Linked DNA regions of Zea mays: region 1 is linked to region 2. A link is a contact called in public Hi-C data. All regions are on one chromosome and are shown on one strand. Each heading gives the region's core, a stretch centred on a gene start, on an enhancer-like site or on the middle of the called end of the contact. The rest is flanking DNA. Distances are from core to core; before and after follow the strand shown.

The links. A called contact is a pair of places that touch in the nucleus more often than the background predicts.
Region 1: a contact with region 2 is called in a Hi-C map of ear, with 2.1 times the contacts expected there. The contact joins the promoter of LOC101027138 here to the promoter of LOC100283277 in region 2. A contact is called at or near these places in 2 of 25 Hi-C or Micro-C datasets (ear and tassel).

The regions. Positions count from the first base shown.
Region 1 is chr2:241,832,658-241,835,372 of Zm-B73-REFERENCE-NAM-5.0, forward strand. LOC101027138 (TPR domain containing protein) reads right to left here and starts at 1,269. Exons shown (of 6, transcript NM_001279620.2): 1 at 952-1,269; 2 at 86-321. The coding sequence starts at 1,172. LOC111590900 reads right to left here. Exons shown (of 2, transcript XM_023301801.2): 2 at 1,907-2,715. The coding sequence ends at 2,048.
Region 2 is chr2:241,659,308-241,662,009 of Zm-B73-REFERENCE-NAM-5.0, forward strand. It overlaps LOC100283277 (homeobox protein rough sheath 1), which reads right to left and starts at 1,267. Exons shown (of 5, transcript NM_001156179.2): 1 at 605-1,267; 2 at 257-367; 3 at 1-121. The coding sequence starts at 952.

The DNA.
Region 1 (2,715 bases), core at 19-2,518, 170 kb after region 2:
TAGTGTTTGGTATTAGATCATAAAGGGACACAGAATTAAAGTGTGATCCAATGAACGTTGCTAGATGTATGTGGTAAGTGTATACCTTCTTCAGCATCAACTTTTTCTGATGACGCAGCATCCTCCGCATCGGTACCAGAGACCTTTGAGGTTCCACTGTCATCTTTAGTAGCTGTACTCTTCACTGAGTCTTCATTTGGCAAGCTCTTGGGAACATTTCCCAAAACATCACTCTCCTCCTGAGCTTTGTATAGCAGGGCACATCCATATTTGAAGTATGTGCTGGCACACTCCGGTGCGAGCTCTCCATAATGTGAAGCCCTGGTGGGCAAGGAGTGCACAAAATTGTTAGTGTGCCACTGTAAAGGTTATAAACATAACTTACATCAGGCCACAATAGGCAATGTAAAACGAGAAATAGCAGCACAATGAAAACTGACAGATACAGAGGTTTTATCAACCAAGTTACTGATACAAGTCCCTAAGTTAGTTCATTGTTGGTTGGCTTCCAAGATATTTGCATAAGCACAGGCATACAGCACATTTTTCTTAAGCATTGTATACCACAGTACACTTGCAACCAATGGCGAACACAGTTTGCGCATGATGACATCCCATGGCCAAGTGTTGCTGTACAAACCACAGCGGGGCTCGCAGCCAAATCCGACAAAACCCTGAGACCCTGACAACGACAGACTCTCTACATCTCACCCACGACAGAGACGAAACGAAAACACTCCTGCTAAGCATTTTGCTACATAACCCCTTAAAACCCTATTGGACCGAATCACCGAGCCACACAAGCACTGATGCGAAACCCAGCAGATCCGGACAGAAAAAGCACCGTACCAACCGCCAATTGGTCCGAACTCTGCCGACACGCGGAGTCGCTTCACAGCTAATGTCGCCGAGGTAGAGGGGGGAAATGGGAAGGGGAAAGGAAACCCTAACCTGATCTCGAGCGCTCGGCTGAGACAGTCTACGGCGTCGACGAAGTCCTCATCCTCGATGGCCTTGGAACCCCTGTCGAAGAGCTCCTGCGCCCGCTCTAGGGTTTGCGGCTCATCCTCCGCCTCGCCGGGCGCCGCCTCGGTAGGCTCTGTGTCCGGCGGCGGCGGGGCCTGGGGCTCCTCCTCCGGCGGCACAGCCGCGTTCTCCGACGAGGAGGCCATGGGCGGCGCGCTGCGCGGCGGCTGGGGTTCTCCTTCTCGGCGCGGGGAGCGGCAGGGGGAGAGGAAGGGGGAGGTCGGAGATGGGGAAATTTTGGGTGAACGGAGCGCGAAATCTCAGGAGGGTAATGGGCCTGTTTGGTTCAGCTTTTTTCTGACGAGCTTTTCTGAAAATCTGGCTGTGGGGAGAATCTGGCTATAGAAAGAATCTGAGTATCATTACGATTATGTGTGGAGGAAGATAAAGTTGTTCATAGGGCTCAGGATCTAGAAAGTAACGGATTCCTACTATTACAACGACTCAACCGATTATGTGTTTATGTTAATTTTGGATGATTTTTGTCCCAACAAATTTTATAGAAGCTGGCTGAAAAGCTGAGCGTTTGGCAGTACACAACAGCTTTTGGTGGCCAGAAGCTGCCAGAATCCGAAACAAACAGGCACTATGACTGTATCTGTATGAGGGCTTGCCGCAACGGGTTCCAGGTTGGGCTCGTTGTGGCTGCAAATGTGGGTCTATATGGGCTATTTGTCTTGGTCTAAATACCGTTTTCACCCTGTAGGAGACCTGTAGGCCTCTGGCGGGTCAGTTGGTCAGACGGACCCAAGCCATCCTCCTCCTCTTTCATTTCCCGGGGGGGGGGGGGGGGGGGGGGGGGGGGGGGGTTTGCCATTTTGTTCTTGACCGAGCTAAGTTCCACGATTAGCGTTAATTAATCAACAGCATGTGCATAGTTCATAAATAAAAAGAATATATGGTCTAACCAGTAAACCTGTGATACCCGAAGAATTTTTAGAGGGGAAGACCGGAAGAGGCATAACGACCAGTTTACTGATTATATATGCAAGCATGAGTGCATACAGGTTTGCAAAATGACCTAGAACTCGAGGCGCATCTGCGAAGGTGCAAGCCGGTTCTCCTTCTCCTTCCGCATCCACCTCGCGATGGAGCCTTGCAGCCGGCTGGGCGCGTGCGCGGCCCACAGGCTGAGGAAGTGAGGGATCACGTACGGCTCCTCCTCCTCCTGCCGCCGTCGCATCGCCGCGCTTCTTGCCCTGCTACCGCCCCGCCGCGCGCTCTGCGTCTCCGTGCCTGACGCCGCCTTCGCGACCTGAATGTACGCGGCGCCATGCCTCGCCTTCCACAGCATCCGGTAGACCGGCGCGTCCGCGTACCGGCGGAAGTAGTCGACGGCCATGGGCAGCGTGACCTCTTCCACCTGGGCCAAGGTGACGCCTGCGTGCGCGCGACGGTGCTCGTCGTCGCTGCTGTGGTGGCTCACCACCACGGCTGATGATGCGCTGTCGTCGTCCGCAGCCGGACGCAGGTCCTGTGAAGAGCCAGCGTGCGGCGCAAACAGCAGGCCGGCTGTCAGGTACTGCAGGGAGCCCTCATCCTGCAACGCGACCTGGCACTGCAGGTGCACTCCGATGACCGACGCTAGCAGAGAGACGTCTGGCGGCGTGCTTGTGTTGCTGCTACTACCACAGTGAAGCTCGTGCTGCCTGCAGCACGACGGGTCTGGGCGATGCCACTGAGAGACAC
Region 2 (2,702 bases), core at 17-2,516:
AGGAGCCGCCGCCGGCGATGGAGTCGAGCTGCGCCTCCACCCGCTTGAGGAACTCCATGGCCTCGTCGATCGGCCGGGTCAGCTCCTCCCGGTACTTGACGAGCATGTTGCAGTACGCCTCCTGCACGCCGCGCCGGCGACCACATGCGATGTGATGCGATTGGCAGAGAGAGAGAGAGAGAGAGAGAGAGACGAGGTTAGCAAAACGAAACGAAGGAAGGGCGCGGCAAAGTAGCTAGCTGTGTGGATTACCGACCATGAACTGGTCCAGCTCCGGGTCGCGCGGCCCGTGGCGGCCCGGCGGGCGCGCGTCCAGCTTCGCCGCCATGGCCGTCAGCCTCTCCAGCAGGTCCGGCGGCGCGCCCACCTGCAGTGTCACAGCGCGCGCGTGCTTGCGTCATTTCGTAGCCACCATGTGAGGGTGATCGTGATTCGTGAGGAGCGAGGCGACGCGACAGGCGCGCGGATAGATTACGCATCAAATTAAGCAAATCTCGTTTCACGAATCTAACAAAAAAAGCTAGGTGCGTTTTTTTTTCCCGACGGCGGCTGATGCCGATGCCAGGGTACTGGTAGCGCAAGCGAGCTCGAGGCGGTCGCCTACTTTCTGGCAGTCGAGGTAGGCGGCGAGGAGCGCCGAGTACTGCGGGTGCGCCACGATCTTGGCCTTTATGGCGTCGGCCTCCGCCGCCGACATCTCGGCGCCGTGCTTGGCGTACGGCGACTGGTGCTGCTGCTGCTGCGACGACGACGGGCCCGCGGTGGTGCCGTGGTGCAGGAGCGCGAGCGGCGCGCCGTAGTACGCGGGGGACGCCGCCGCCGCCGTCGACAGCGGCAGCTGCAGGAAGGACGAGGACGACACCGCCGCCACCGCCTTGGAGTTGGAGTTGGAGCCCCCGCACCCGCCGCTGCTCCCGGCTCCGGTCCCGAGGTTCCCGAAGTTCTGATCCATGGACGAAAAGGAACAGCGGGCGGGATGATGGAACCCTAGCGAGCGAGGGGCCTGAAAATAAAGCTCGCCGGTCAGCAAGGAAGGAGGCGTCCGGTCCCTGTAGCTTCTCTCCCTCTCTCAACACTAATGGCGGCGGCCGTGGAACGTACGCTCACAGTTGGAGGAGGATGAGGAGGTGAGAGAGGGAAGGTGCGGCTAGATATTAATGGGAAGGAGAGGGGAACGAGAGGGGGGAAGGGAAAGGTGTGCGCGACCGCCCTCTGCCCCTGTGTGAAGATTGGATGGCTGCCTGGCCCTGGCTGGTGGCGACCCCTTTTTCTCGCGTCACATCTCACCGGAGAAGAGGGCCTCCGAGCTGCCGAGGCCAGCAGTTGCATGACAGACGTATGCCGCCGTAGCCGTATGCGTATGCACGTAGATACGCTGCTGCTCCATGACCATGCATGGATGGACAGGGTTATACAACAAGATAGTAATAAACCTCCGCAGTTAAATGTGTTTCAAATATATAAAACTACTATCTTCACGATAAATTTCTTTTAAAATATATTGTGGTTTACTAAAAATAAATTTAAAGATTCCTGACTATAGCCGTTTGAATGTTGTTTGCAAAAAAAAAAAAAAATAGATCCCTTTGTAAATGTTGTTTGCTAATTAAAAATAAATTGAAACAAGTTTTATATCTTAAAATTGTATATTATTTGAATAATTGGTGGTTAAATTTGTAGAGTTATTCTTTTCTCTATGTAAAATATAGTTATCATTGCGAAAAATATAATTCATAAGAAAATGAACATTTTTATAACCAAAATACTACGTGTATATTTGCCGGATACCTGGCAAGTCTCACGCTATAGTAAGGTCGTCTAGAGTCTCTTTAGTTAGGCCGTGACCATAAAAAAGGTTGTAGTAAACTCTGAGTTGTAACAAAAGTTGTTGTGTGTATGAGCTGTAAAAAGCTATAAATTGTTTTATGGAAGCTACTAAAAGTTCTATCAGATATGTTTGTAAGATTTTTTTTCATCTGAATGACGATAAAATTAGATTTTGAAGTTGCTTTCAATTTTACAATGAAATTAAACTGGCTTTTTTAAAAAAAACTATTGGTTGAATTGAGCCCTTTAGTTTCACTTTTGAGGAGCAAAAACCACACCCAAAATGTCAAACCAAACATACCCCTAACTAACCTAACTAGGGCTGTCGGCTGCGACTGAGCAGTAGGTTGAACATTTCGTTGAGGATTTACATATCTATACGATTATACCTAATATTATATATATATATATTCAATAGTCTTAAAGATATAAAAAATAACGTATTTTTTTATGTATCTCTCTCCCTCTCTAACTATTATGACAGTAGAGAGTTCTCTCTCTAGACTCATAAGATGAACTCATACACAAACTTATATAATTTAAGATAACTCCTGTATAGCAATATATAATCAAATGAAATCTAGCTAATTCCAAAACACACTAGGTCATAGTGACTGATTATTAATTTTGTTTATGGTTCTGTTTTCTACCTTTAGTTTCTATTTCTCTTCGATTCAGTTTTTTTGTCACGTCAGCTCTAGTATATCATCAAATTTTGTTTCAGTTTTTTCTTATTCTCGTCACGTGCGTTTCGGTTTTCCGTTTTTTCCCCACCCATCCGTCTGTGTTTTCCATTTTTCTCTATCTTCGTTTTTTGTTTCGTACTCCGCAACGTTAGCTTTGATACGGCATTATGGTCCTTTGAACGACTATTG